5 separate regions of the Mus musculus genome follow, and regions 1, 3, 4 and 5 are each linked to region 2. A link is a contact called in public promoter capture Hi-C data. All regions are on one chromosome and are shown on one strand. The core of a region is the stretch at or near the end of the contact, and the rest is flanking DNA. Distances in the headings are between cores, read along the strand shown. Region 1 holds the start of Stard9 (START domain containing 9). Region 2 holds the start of Eif2ak4 (eukaryotic translation initiation factor 2 alpha kinase 4). Region 3 holds the start of Adal (adenosine deaminase-like). Region 4 holds the start of Haus2 (HAUS augmin-like complex, subunit 2). Region 5 holds the start of Tubgcp4 (tubulin, gamma complex associated protein 4).

Region 1 (2,700 bases), core at 158-2,657, 2.2 Mb after region 2:
TTCTTTCTTTGAGACAGGGTTTCTCTGTGTAGCCCTGGCTGTCCTGGAACTCACTCTGTAGACCAGTCTGGCCTTGAACTCACAGAGATCCACCCGCCTCTGCCTCCCAATTGCTAAGATTAAATAAAGGCTTGCAGAACCACTCTCCAGCTTATATAAACTCTAACCCTAATATTAATAATACAATGGCTAACCCTACCCCACCTCTCTCTAATCATGATGTTTGACGATTTAGTAGTCTTCAGTGGACACAAATTTGTCACCATCAGAAACGGACCCTTGTTTCTGTTTTTGCTGTTGTGAGACATGGGAGCTTCCTGTGTGGAGGTCTTGGAACTCCCCAGTGTTGGAATTGTTAAGTGTTCATCAGCACCCCAGGTCTCAGAGCTGGGCTTCAGGCTTTACAGCTATAAATAGCTATTTCTTATTTGAATAAACCAGCTCTGATCAGACAGCATTTGCTCTGTATGTACTATAAATACTGCTTAGGGTGGTAGTGAAGTTACAGGGCAACCGAGAGAAATTTGTCAGTAAGTTAGGAAAAAAAAAAAAGAAAGAAAGAAGAAAAAAAAAGCCTCTTCATTTTTTTTTTTTTTTTTTTTTAGGCTGGGCATGACAGCCCACACCTTTTTTTTTTTTTTTTTTAAGATTTATTTATTTATTATATGTAAGTACACTGTAGCTGTCTTCAGACACTCCAGAAGAAGGAGTCAGATCTTGTTACGGATGGTTGTGAGCCACCATGTAGTTGCTGGGATTTGAACTCCAGACCTTCGAAAGAGCAGTCGGGTGCTCTTACTCACTGAGCCATCTCACCAGCCCCAAGCCTCTTCATTTAAACGCACCTTAGAATTACAAAATCATTTGTTTTTCTCATTTCATTGTTGTTGTTTTGAGACGGGACTTCACGCTGAACTCCAGGCTGACTTCAACTCACCATGTAGGCTAACCTTGAATTCAAAATATTCTTGCCTCAGCCTCTACGATAGGCTCCACTTTATTTTTGACCTTAAAATTTAGCCGCAGTTTTGACATAGCAGACCAATAGGGTAAAAAATAAAATTACTAATTTCCTTCATGAACTTTCAAGTATTAACCAGAAATTCAGTCACCAGATTTTAGAACAAAAGAGATACTACAGCTTGCGTAGGACAGTCAGCGGTGCGAGGGGTAGAACGAGACCAGGTTGCTCAGCCCACCTGCCTCAGGATTGGCTAAGGCTCCGCAGGCCCCGCCCCTGTCTGGCGTTTCCTTGCACTCGGGCGGGAGCGTCCAGAGAAGTGAGAGGGTGGAGCAAGGCAAGGAGGCCCACCCCCATCTGTCTCAGGATTGGTTGATACCTAGTGGGCCCCGCCCCCTAGGGCGAGGCTTGGGCTGCGGTCGGGAGGCGCGTGGGACGGGCGGGGCAGTCTGTGGCTCTTGCAGTGCCTGTGGCTGGGTCTGTTCGCTGGACGCCGGCCAGGGATGCTTCCGCCGGACCGCTGTGTGGGTCTTGGGTTGTGGCGGAGGGATGGCGAATGTGCAGGTGGCCGTGAGGGTCCGGCCTCTCAGCAAGCGGTGAGTCTGTCAGGAGGGGGCGCCTGAGGGGTCAAGTGAGCTGAGAGGAGTGCGAGGTCCCTGCCTTCCTCAGGGTGGACTGGCGTGGAGAAAAAAAAAAAATCAGACACAGATTGTCATGGAGGCTCAGGGTCCAGAAGGCCTGGAGGGACAGGGCTTCGCGTCCTAGGAGATAGCAGTTCTTGTGTGGCTCCAGGAGTCGCTGCCCTGTGTGCATGTCCTTGGTGACCTGCCAACTAGTTTCTAGGGACCCTGGCTTGGGTCTTGGTGCACGTAGTAGGGCCTTTCTCACGGAGCATGACGTGAGGAAGTACAAAAGGATGGGCAGACTCCACTACTTTTGGTGTTCTGGGAGTACCCAAGTGAGGACTGGAGGCTGTTGTGTCCGTATATACACATGGGATTGCTCCAAGAGGACATAGGAAAAAGAATTATCAGGATATGGAAGGAAAATAAAGGCCCAGAGAAAGTACACTCTCAACCTGTGCTCAGTAGTTGGTGTGATTTAAAGACTGAACTGTGACATAGGGGAAGTTTCTCCAGACATCTCTTCTTGGTGTCCTCCATGCTAGCTAGTTCCTTGTGTAGGAGCCTGATTCTGCACCCCTCAGCCCTTGAGGCATCCAGTGTGAAGCTGCACACTTCATCCTCTTTTCCTCTCACTTGGGAAGTCAGAGAATGCTTTGCACAAAAGTTGGTGTCAAAGAGCTGTTGTGAATGATCTTTGAGTTTTCTGACAAGTAAGGAGAAGAAGTGCAGAGTCCTCCAAGAACAGGAAGAAAGAGCAAATCTCTGCTCTTAGGGTGTAGATGGAAGCCTTGGACACCTGCTTGGGTTGAAGCGGAAGAGTGATGGGTGATAAAACTGGCAGAGTGTGGGTCTAGACCAGATGACATGTATTGGAATTAGCAGGTTTTTTTTAACTGTCCAGTACACAAGATACCTTGGTAAATGGGAACAGAGGTCAAAAAGGGCATTGTCTCCTATGACGAAAATGGTTCTGTATGGGTTAGGTTTGTCCTTTTAGAGGCCATCTGCTTTTAAAAGTTTAGACCGAATGAGAGCAGTGAGATAGGAGGAACACAAAAGAGTGTACCCCAAATTGCTGTGTTTTGATTGGTAAATGACTTTTTAAACATCTGG
Region 2 (2,700 bases), core at 59-2,558:
GCTTAGGGGGAAACTGAGGACATGATGACAGTTTGAATGTGAGAGCTGAAAAAAAAAAAAAAAAGGCAGCACTCAACAAATATCTTCACTGTTTGTTGAGTTCTGCCATGTATCCAGGCAGGGGTCCCTGGAAACAGAACAGGTCTCCAGCTGAAGGAGGGAGGAGGTGGTTTCTAAAAGGCCTTTGTGTTACCTTGTCTGATCAGAGTGGTCTGAAGGTGAGATGCCTAAGTCAACATTACTAAGTGAACAAGATAGATGCAAACAAGATTGACAGAGACATGTCACCTAACCTAACTCGAGGCATGATAGTGCATTTTTTTTCTGAATTAAGCTACAGCAGGTAGACAACAAAGCAATAGCAATGTCTGAATAGATAGGTTACTTATATGCGTGAAAAAAAAATATGGTCAAATAGGGATGGTGGCACAGTCTCATGATCCTAGCGCTGAGAGGATAAAGTAGGAAGATTACTATGAATTCAAGGCCAGACCATGCTGCAGAGGGAGACCCTGACTCATATGGACACAAATACATCCCTTAAGTATGTAAAGTAGGGTGCAACATTTTACATGAATGTGAATGCTCAAATTTACATTAAATGAACTGGTCGGATAATTCTCTTTGTGGGATTTGAAAATGCAAGGAGAGAATTTCAGAGAGTCCAGAGAGCATGCATGAGACATTTAATTAATGATTCAAGGGTAACGAATGTGGGAAACAGGGTTTACGGTTTTTTCCTCCCAGTAGTCTCATTCTGGGAAGGTCAGGTAAGATAAACGATTTAACTCATGACTGCGCTCTAAAATTTTCCTCTCTCTAGCCAGGCAGGGTGAAGGAGTTCCAGCGCCTGTTTCTGCTACATACTTGTTTTGTGAAAACTAATATGTGTTGTCACTTTGACCTAAGAGACTGGCTCTCCAAAGTGTGTTGGCAATTCCTGACTCAATTTCTCCCCTCAGGAAGAAGGCAAAGCTTTCCCCTACTCTTGTTTTATTAGAAGTCTTGGGCCATGAGAAGTTGGAGCAAAACCCCGCCCACTGGCCTTCTCCGGAGTGGGCCAAACGAGTCAGCCGCGGAGAACCCCGCCTTCAGACCCGCCTCCTGGCCTAGGCTCCGCCCAAGGCCCTCTCACCTGCTCAGAGTCACGCCCCTAGGTCGGTCTTCAGCTCGAGACTCCGCCCCCAGGTTCGTCTCCCGCTGGAGATCCTGTCTTTAAAGCGCCTCCCCAGAGCAGAGCCACACCCCCTAGACCTGTCATCAGCTCGAGGCCCCTCCCCCAGACCCGACTCCGACTCGAGGCCCCGCCCTCAGTTCGGTCACGGCGCGGGCTGGAGCTCCCCTACCCACCCCAGAATCACCGCTACCTCGCCTAGGCCGCTGCGCCTGCCCCGGCCGCCATGGCTGGGGGCCGCGGGGCCTCTGGACGCGGCCGGGCTGAGCCACAGGAGAGCTATTCGCAGCGACAGGACCACGAGCTGCAGGCCCTGGAGGCCATTTACGGCTCGGACTTCCAGGATCTGCGGCCGGATGCGCGCGGACGGGTAGGAACGTGGTTGGTCTGGCCCGGTGTTCTCCAGTCTAGGAACCCAGCCAGACGCCTCCAGTCTGGGGCGACCACTTAGATCCTAAAGGCTTTTCATATTGCAGTTCCACTACCCTCACTTTCTGCCTCTGCGCCGCCACTGGTCTTGAGAAGGCAGCACCTGGCCTGAATTCTCTTTTTTCCCCGGTCGGGCTCCTCTCTCTGCTGTGCTTCTTATTCCCACTGACGTCCCCTAACCACCCTTCGTCCTTCCAACCATTCTTCCCCACACTGACTCGCCCCAGGCCTCGAGGTGGGTTGTGACTGCACATTCATAGTCACTCATTGCTACTTTGTGCTGGGGATGCTTAGGGGGCGTGGGTCCAGGTCTTGTGCTCTCAGCAAACAAACTCCCAGGTCACACTGTGTAAATCCCGTTTCCTGTGTGGAAGAACTTTTTGTACCTTCCTCCGAGACTTTTGAGGAATAGGTATAGAACATGTTTATTGTCGCTGTAATGCAGTGTTTACCGAGTTCTATTTAAAACATCACTTTCCTTTTTTGTGTGGAAGTTAAGCTGAGGGCAGTGACAGTCTCTCCCTATCCTTGAATAGTGTATCTGCCGAACTAAAATGTTCCTGAAGTTTGAAAGTACTTCTTTCCTCCATCTGCCTTACTTCTTTAACTCACAATGTCTGTCTTTTCTCTATATCTAGTATTTCTTTAGGAAAAGGCTTTACTTAAGCTGTCAGGGCCAAGATTCTCCCACTAAACCAATATACTTTTTAATTTAATGATTTAGACGCTAGGAACACAGTCATGGGTAAAACATGCACAAAACCCCTGCTGCCGGCGGGAAGCTTACTTTTTTAGGCCTTATTTGTAACTTTACATACAGTTATACATGCTTCTTGTAAATAGTAAGATAACCTACAGGTCATCTGGCAACTTCTCTGTTTCCAGGGAACCAGGAAGTAGGGCCTAGGCCACCAGAATAGTGTTACAGAATGTGCAGGGGACTCAGGGAGACCCAGCTGGCTTTTTTTTTTTTTTTTTTTTTTTTTAGTTTTTTTAGTTTTATGTTCCCAAGGTGCAGGAAAATGGAAGGAAAACCATCAGCCACTTTTAGGTAATGATACTGATAATCCTAAGAATTTACAGCTGATCCCAGTTAG
Region 3 (2,700 bases), core at 78-2,577, 2.8 Mb after region 2:
GAACACGCCAGCTGCTTCGGTAACAGCTAGCGCTTGGAGAGCTCAAGTTACCTCTTTGTACAGGCATTTTCTGCAGGGAAAAAAAAAACTTGTGTAGATCCTCTTATTTGAGAACATTTTTAGGTGAATCGGAGGCTGACGACCTGATACCGGTTTGGTCCGGCAAAAGAGGACCAGCACCTCGGATCTTAAGCAATCCAGAGTAGATTGGTCCTTGCACAAAAGTAACAGTTGCTCCTTTATTGAGTGTTCTCGTTGCGAGGGAGAACTCATTTAGATCTTAAATTAGGCCATATGGAAAGTGAAGAAAGAGACCTTTACGGATAATTACTGATTATTATTAACCCACTGCCCCTGTACGTGCTGTTTATTCTCATGTAGTCTAAATTCTGTGCTAGGTCTACAGTGAGTAAGTATTCAGCATGTAAAAATGACACTCCCCTCCACTTCCAAGATTCTGTGATTCGTATGTGGTATTGAGTATGTCTGCTGAAAATCGCTATAGAAGAGATGTGATTATTCCCTGTGGCGTTGTTGTTTAAAGGAAGCAACCCAGGTTGGACTTTTAAAGTTTCTACATTTGATGCTTAGGAGATACCAGTAAGAAAGCACTCCCAGAGATGCGTAGAAACTTCATCATTTACTAATTTAGTGTCTGCTTGGATTAGGAAAGGAAATAGAAAGACTTGAAGAATGGTTAACTCAGAGCAGTAGTATGTAACGGCTGAGAGTATGAGTTCTGGAGTCCAACTGGATCAAGAAAAATTTTCTATGAAGATTTGGTTATTGGAAAATGTTTTAGGGTTAGGAACTCGTTAGTGGTCTTAGAAGAGCAGATTGTGTGGCAGAATGATTCAGTGCGTGCAAGATATGTTAATAAAGGCATCTAGTCGACCAGAAGGATCAGAGACAGGAGGCAGCAAATACTACCCTCCATCCAGAGACAGGATTTTCGCCTGACAGACCCAACCCATTTAAGGAAAGTGTTTGTGCGACGTAAATATGAAATAACATGTTTTCTTGTAAAAGCAAATTCGTGCTACATGTGTAAGCTAACCTGACCTACGCAGTAGATTAAAGGAGCCCAGAGTTAAAGGGACAGACGAACGCTGGATTTTTAGTTTTCGGGTGTTTTTTTTTTTCTTGTTCTTTTTTTTTTTTACTAGTCATTTCCCCATTGCAGACACACCTAAGTTAGCTTTGCTTAACTTAAGTTAGTGGGAGCAGGGGGTTGAGGGGGCTTGGGAGGTGTAAAAAGAAGATATCAGCAGTGACTGTGTTTCTGTTTGCATGTTAGATCTGAAAATAGTTACATTTGTTATTGTAGGTGAAAGTGATCCCAGAGCCACACATAGTGCAAGTCTTGTTTAAAATGGCAATCTGAAGGAAGTCCAGCACCTCAGAGATTCCCACTTTGATAAGTTTATCGTCCAAGCCGAGAATAAGAGCAAAGAGAAACTTTTCCTTCTACTGAAGTGATGGAGGCCGGACAGCAGTGGCCTGGGAAGACAGACTTTTATCTGCAATTACCAAAAGTGGTAAGAATTAACTACAGAGTTCTTGTTACTGTATAATGGCTTTTGTATTGTTTTCCACAAAAGAGAAGTAAAGCTTATGGGTAGAAATTGTAGAGTGGGTATAGCTGAACCAAGTAGCTGGCCTAGTATAAACTACAACTAGGAACCAGGCCACCAGGGCCTGATGTATGGGGCTCTGGATCTCGTGGACTCTTGTGAACTGATTGTCCTCTTGTGTTAGGAGCTCCATGCCCACTTGAATGGCTCCATTAGTTCCAGTACCATGAAGAAACTGATAGCCAAGAAGCCACATCTTAACGTTCATGGTCACATGACCATGATTGACAAGGGGAAGAAAAGGACTTTACAAGAGTGAGTTTGGGAGGTTGTGGGAATTTTTTGTGGCTGTATTTTGGGATTATAATATATAAGAATCAGATTTTAATACTTAGATAGGGTAGACATCTGGCATAAAATATATAACCTAACTCACAGTGCTTTTCCAACTGTCAGACTGACAGTATGTTTAATGATTTATATTGTTTGTCATATTGAGTTGTTCCTTAGATTTGAAAATAAAGACAGATTGATTTTTCTCTATTTGCTAGTCCTGGCAGGATTAAAGAATAGGAATGGCTGTTTCATACTTTTCAATATAAATAAGTAATATCTTATTTTAGCTATTAAATTGTCTTTCTAGATCAATGTAATTTTGAAAAAAGGTGTATCCTATAGTTCTTTGTAAATTTAAATATATACTTACTATTAACCTCAAATTTACTAATTAATTCCATTCTGAGGGTTTTTCTTGAGTAACAGGTTTTGATGAGGGAAGTGTGTTAAGACATTTTTTTTTTCATTTGTAGATGTTTCCAGATGTTCCAAGTTATACATCAGCTTACTACTAGTGCTGAGGACATCCTGATGGTGAGACACAGAGGCAGGTTAAAATGGCGTGACTTTCCACAGCAGTGCACAGCTCACCTTGCGCATGTCCTTTGGCTTTCATCCACGCTCTGATGGAGATGCTTGCTCTTTCCCCCCACTTCCTTCCCCCTCTTTATTTTTTCCTTTCTTTTTCTATTAATTTACAGATTTTTTTTCATGACAACTCTTTGAAAAGTCAGTGTAAGACATTGGCCTAAGAGCTAATGTAAAGTCTGTTGTTGTCTTAAAAAAAGAG
Region 4 (2,700 bases), core at 163-2,662, 2.2 Mb after region 2:
CAACTGCCCAAAGGTAGATGGTAGCTCTCTCAGGTGATTGTTGTTGAGACTTAGTGTCTCTAGTTTTTTCAGATTGCATAATTCATCAGGTAGAACAGCTGGTGAAGAAGAAATTAAAAAACAAATCCGATAGAATTAATGACATTTATAAAAAGACAGTATGGTAGCCTGCTTCATCTTGTTTTTGAGACAGGATCTCATTAAGTTGTCTAGGATAGCCTTGAAATTAAGATCTTTCTGCCTCAACCTCTGAGTAGCTGGGGCTACTGTAGGTCTAAGTCACCAGGTCTGGCTTCTTACATAGAATTCTCACAGGTCATGTTTAGGTTTCACAAACTGTTTGGGAGGTTAAGAAGCCATCAAAATGCAGAAAATTGTGTATGTGTGTAAGGGGTTCCTTTTGCTTAGCTGTATTCTAAAAACGATCTGAGGGAGTTTAAAAGATCCTCCCATTCCACCCTGCCCCGAAATTAGATAACTGTTTATATCGATTCCCAAAGGTCTTCCAGGTCCAAATTAACCTAGTAATAATCATTATACCACCCAAAGAGGCTTTTATATTTAATTACAAGAGATTAAAGCTTCAATACTCTAACATTCTGCATCCCCTAAAATGATTTCATAACAAAAATCATCTAACAGGAAAAACACCCTTCATAACTGCTGATTACTAGCAAAAGCTGCCCAGACACAAATTCCATACTCAGTTTGTTGTTGTTGAGGGAGAGGCTCTTTAGCAGAGTGAACTTTCCTATTATCAGAGGCGGTAGGCTGTCAATCTTGTTGTTGGATAAATCGATGGTCCTAAGATTGCTTGTCAGCTTCTGCAACTCTGAGGGGAACTGGAGAAAGGAGCTCACAGTTTGGAAAAATCCTGCACCAATAGTCTTCGCCACCCCGCCAACCCTAGCCCTTTTAGTTTCTTGGTCCGGTCCCCTCAGGTCTCACCTCGGTCAGACCACGGTCTTTAAGCTGAAAGACACCAGTTTTCTGCGCTGTTTCCACATGAGCACGGAGAGCACTGTTACCCATCCTAGCGCCACGGCTCAGTTCCCTGCAGGAAAAGAAGCATAGCTGTCACCGCCTAGTCTAGACATACAGTCGTCGCTAAATCTCCCGTTTGGGTCTCCTGTCCCAATTGTCACCTTCTGCCTATCCCTACTTCCCTGGGGCCAGCCCAAGAGTGGCAAGGAGAAAACAGGCGAGCAGGCAGCGCTACCACAAGGTCCTGATGCTTTGGCAGCAGAGCTAAGGGCCAGGGAGCCTCCGATAGCTGCTGCCGGAACAGGGAGCTTGAGACTCGCCTCCTACCGCTCAGTGCAAAGAAGACTCCGCCAGGGAACACCGGGGACCCGCGCTCGCCTGAGACGCGCTCCCAGGGCTTCCGCCCGGGCAGGAACGCCCTGTGACATCATCAAACCGCGCGCCTGTTCGCGGTGTTGCCCCTCACTCCTCGCGCCAGTTCCAGAGGTGTGCGGAAGCCATGGCGGCCGCCAACCCGTGGGACCCAGCGTCCTCGCAGACTGCAGCTGGGTTACTGCTAAACCACTTGGTAGCTTCGGGCATAGTCACTAAGGTACGTGGGGGCGGCGATGGCGTCATCAAGGTGGCGACAGAATTCTGCTGTGAGGTGGTGGTCCTGGTTATGCGGGCGTGAGTGAGCCAGCTGAGGACTGTGACCATACTCCCGTGGGTTCTTCGAGTGTGAGGGACTGAGTGGCTGGTGCACTGAGTGACTGAGCACTCTGTTTTGAGTGCCTGCGGGTTATCCCAGGACGGTTTGTGGGAGATGGAACAGCGCTCCACTTTTTTTTTCTTCCAGTGACACTACCTCTAGAACAAGTGTTCCTAAGGCTGCGACCCTTTAATACAGTTCTTCTGTAGGACCCCCGATATGGGGACTCCTACTCTAGTCCAGGGATAGGGTGCACCCACGAACACACAAGAATCCTTCTTGTTGCAATACACACGAGGCTTTATTGGCAGAGCTCTGGGCCGACACGTACCTCACACAGGAGGCAGGGGAGTCGACCCCGAGTCTCCAGAGCTAGGGGTTTTTGTAAAAGAAAAAGGGATAGGGATGCGAGGAATTTTAACAAAGGTATGGGATTGGGTCATTCAAACATTAACAGTAAGATTACATGTCAGCCAAAGGGCATCCGGACCTTGTTCCTGTGGGCTGGGGGCTTAACTTTGTTCTCATAGCAACCAGGTGATGTATGAAGCAATGCTGGGCCTCCAAGAAAAGGCCAAAATCTTTCACAGCGTAATGCCATCACAGTTCACCCTTATTATTTTAGCACTATTTATTTAGAGACCGAGTCTTGCTGTGTAGCCCTAGATGGTCTGTAACTCACTATCCCTGGCATTACAGGTGTGTACCGCCATGCCTGGCTGTTAACTCACTTTATAAGATGATATGGCAAAGAGGAGAGGGTAATGGGATCTAATTCTTCCAGCTTGCTGAGAGATACTGGAAGATTTTTTAGTCTTTTTAGGTGTTTCCTTTTTTTTAATGGAGAGGTGTCCTCACTCTATCCTAGGCTAGCCTTGAACACTGAGCCATCTTCCTGCTTCCAGCTCCTAAGACTCCCAAGTCTCTCGTGTCAACCATATGGAGGGCTGAATTTAGATCCCTAACGCCCAAGTAAAAGCAGTATGTGATGGTGCGTGTCCTAGAGCTAGGGGCCAGATACAGGT
Region 5 (2,700 bases), core at 45-2,544, 2.8 Mb after region 2:
TTTTCTGGACATTGCTTCTGTACCCAGTTCTGGATCTCCACAGGTAGCACAGTCAGGAATTGCTCTAGCACCAACAATTCTACAATCTGCTCCTTGGTCCGCACCTCCGGCCTTAGCCACCGACAGCAAAGTTCCCATAGTTGGCTGAAAGCCTCCCGGGGCCCAGCCACCTCCTGGTAATGGAATCTTCTGAAGCGCTGTCGTAAGCTTTCAGAGCTTGTGCCATTTCCTCTCCGAGTGGGTTTGGCCATCTTTCACAGCAGAAAGCCGTTTCTCTCCTCACTGTCTGGGTTCTAGGACTTATTACACTATCTTTGCATGCCCTTGGAGAAACACCTGCAGATGAGTCTCTCTGTAAAAAGGAGTTTTATCCTAGAGTAGAGAGAAATGGCGCTATCTGAGGAGAGTATCTTTACATGTTTAAAACCTTGTCAGAGCCGGCCTGACTTTCAATATGCTCGAAGTGGCCTTCTGAGGCAGTACCTTTTCAGGACAGCAAATCAATAGGCAAGGTGAAAATGACCTTTTAAAAACTGCATTTCTAGGTGACGTTTAGAGTATCCCCAGGAAGTTGCAGAGAAAAGAAAAATCTGTCCGCTTCGCTCCCACCTCAGGTAAATCATTAGCGCCCCAGATCAAATCGGTCAAAACGTTTGGCGAACGACAACAAAAAGCCTCTGTCCAGCGAGCGCCGGCTATTCTCCCCTAGAACCACCGCCGTCCTTCCAGAAGCTCCTGGTGTCTGCCCCGCCCCTTGAACACCAAACTACAAATTTCCACCCCGAACCAAAGTCAAGTGCCGAACACTGGGTCTCTTGCTCGCGCCTCCCGAACGAAGTAAGAACTCGGCAAGAGTTCCGGGGCGACAGATGGGGAAGGTCGCGCACCGGGGGAGCCGACTTGGGCTTCTAAATTGAGGTGGACTAGGGGAGAGTTACAGGAGTTGGTGAAGCGAGGAAGCTCGAGGGGCGGCAGTGGTGGGTCTCCTGAGAACGAGGCCGATGCGGGCCGGTGCTGCGAGTCCGTGGGCTTCGAGCACAGCTCCACAGCGGCGGCTGCCAAGTTCCAGCTTTGTTTTCTTCCCTCCGGCCGGGTCACTCTGGGAGACGTCGGCAGTCGGTCAAAATGCCACAGACCCTGCCAAGGCGTCCTGAGGACTCCCGCCGGCCCACCCCAGGCCGCGTCTCTCTCAACCAGCTTCTCAACTCACTCTCATCCCTTCCCCTCCTGGGCTAGCCTCAGTCCCGCTCTCAAGCCGGAAGTCCGAGCGGGCTTCTCCTGGAGCCCAGGACGCATGCGCGACGGCACCGGCGCCTCCTCGCGGCTCCGCGGCGGGAGCGAGGCGGTGGGCGCCTGGGCCGCGCGCACTTCCGGGATGCGGCGCGCGGCTCTGTGGCATCTCCTCTCCCGGTGGACTGCGGGGATTCAGGGCAAGAGATTCCGCTGGGTGTGAGGGGTCGCCCGGAGAGGCGCTGAAAAGAGGAGGTGGTAGATCTAGGGACTCCCGAGCCGCCCTAGAAATGATTCACGAACTGCTCTTGGCCCTGAGTGGGTACCCAGGGTCCATTTTCACCTGGAACAAGCGGAGTGGCCTGCAGGTATGCAGGGGGTCAGAGACGAGTCGCTTGCCGCGCGGCGGGTGCAGCTGAGCCGCAGCGAAGGGGCGGGACCCGGGGAACTCCAACCGACCGGCGCCCGCGAGCGGGGAGAAACCGAGGGCCAACCCTACGGAGCTCCGGCTATGGGGGCCCTGCGGTCCCGCGACTCCTGCTAGAGAACCACTAGGAGTGGATAGAACCACACTTCTTTTCACTGCATATGAATTTGTTGTTAAACTGAATCCCTAAATGTGTAGCTGGAATTAGATGATAGTTATTTGAGGGAAAAGGGGGAGGGATAGGGAACTCTTGCATTGATTCAAATTGAATTTTGAAAGTAGTGGAAATGTATACAAAGCGCTCAAGACACAATACTCAGTAAATTGTGTTGGATGAAAAAAATGAATTTGTAAACATATGGTGTTTCCCTCCTTTCTTCGAAAATTTCTGTACCAGGTGAAGAACTTGAGAGGGGGTTTTTCCTGTAATTAGAAGAGTATAACAGGAATGTACCCGTTAGTTGTTTTCTCTTCCTCTCCCCCTCTGTTCCTTTATCTCCCCCAACCCCCGTGAGAAGCCCAGATATAGCGTGATACTCAATATTTTGCCGAAACTAAATTGGCAACACTGAGTTTAATAGCCAGGCGTAGTGTTTGTGCCTGTAATCCCAGCCTTTGGGAAGTTGAAGCAGGATTATTGGTGTGATTCAAGTCCAGCCTGGGCTTCACTGTGGAACCTTCTCTCAAAAAAGAAAGCAAGAAAAGAAGGGAACAGAGGGCAGAGAAAGGCAAAGAAAAGAATGACAACTACAAATGTGTCTAAGTGTGTTGTGTAAAATGGTATCAGTGACTTCAAGGTGGAGTTGACTTTTTCACAGTAATTAAGCCTAAACTAGAATTTTTTTTTTTAAAACTAGAGTATGTGTCTATGTTGTATGAGTGTGGGCATATATGTCACAGAGTGTATGAAGAGGTCAACTTTATGGAGTCACTTCTCTCTTCCCACATTTGTGTAGGTTTCAGGGATTTAACTCAGGTCTTCAGGTTTGTGTAGCAAATGCCTGACTCTCTGAGCCATTTCACTGATCTTAAACCTAGAACTT

What was found. Promoter capture Hi-C pulls out the DNA fragments that hold promoters and counts their contacts.
Region 1: a promoter capture Hi-C map of pre-B cells shows a contact between it and region 2, with 2.8 times the contacts expected there. The contact joins the promoter of Stard9 here to the promoter of Eif2ak4 in region 2.
Region 3: a promoter capture Hi-C map of pre-B cells shows a contact between it and region 2, with 4 times the contacts expected there. The contact joins the promoter of Adal here to the promoter of Eif2ak4 in region 2. A contact is called at or near these places in 1 of 39 promoter capture datasets (pre-B cells), 1 of 115 datasets of contacts at active chromatin or transcription factors (thymic regulatory T cells) and 1 of 9 other capture datasets (liver).
Region 4: a contact with region 2 is called in a promoter capture Hi-C map of erythroid cells, with 4 times the contacts expected there. The contact joins the promoter of Haus2 here to the promoter of Eif2ak4 in region 2. A contact is called at or near these places in 1 of 39 promoter capture datasets (erythroid cells) and 1 of 484 Hi-C or Micro-C datasets (CD4 T cells).
Region 5: a contact with region 2 is called in a promoter capture Hi-C map of liver, with 2.6 times the contacts expected there. The contact joins the promoter of Tubgcp4 here to the promoter of Eif2ak4 in region 2. A contact is called at or near these places in 2 of 39 promoter capture datasets (liver and pre-B cells).

What each region holds. Positions count from the first base shown.
Region 1 is chr2:120,627,714-120,630,413 of GRCm38.p6, forward strand. It overlaps Stard9 (START domain containing 9), which reads left to right and starts at 1,408. Exons shown (of 33, transcript NM_001370940.1): 1 at 1,408-1,557. The coding sequence starts at 1,511.
Region 2 is chr2:118,387,309-118,390,008 of GRCm38.p6, forward strand. It overlaps Eif2ak4 (eukaryotic translation initiation factor 2 alpha kinase 4), which reads left to right and starts at 1,309. Exons shown (of 39, transcript NM_013719.3): 1 at 1,309-1,544. The coding sequence starts at 1,401.
Region 3 is chr2:121,140,766-121,143,465 of GRCm38.p6, forward strand. It overlaps Adal (adenosine deaminase-like), which reads left to right and starts at 1,328. Exons shown (of 10, transcript NM_029475.2): 1 at 1,328-1,538; 2 at 1,759-1,889; 3 at 2,384-2,444. The coding sequence starts at 1,479.
Region 4 is chr2:120,607,970-120,610,669 of GRCm38.p6, forward strand. Haus2 (HAUS augmin-like complex, subunit 2) reads left to right here and starts at 1,413. Exons shown (of 6, transcript NM_025475.3): 1 at 1,413-1,576. The coding sequence starts at 1,484. Lrrc57 (leucine rich repeat containing 57) reads right to left here and starts at 1,389. Exons shown (of 6, transcript NM_001159612.1): 1 at 1,146-1,389; 2 at 949-1,054; 3 at 704-842; 4 at 1-98. The coding sequence starts at 1,032.
Region 5 is chr2:121,169,874-121,172,573 of GRCm38.p6, forward strand. It overlaps Tubgcp4 (tubulin, gamma complex associated protein 4), which reads left to right and starts at 1,295. Exons shown (of 18, transcript NM_153387.3): 1 at 1,295-1,598. The coding sequence starts at 1,521. Zscan29 (zinc finger SCAN domains 29) reads right to left here and starts at 1,252. Exons shown (of 5, transcript NM_001290819.1): 1 at 1-1,252. The coding sequence starts at 251.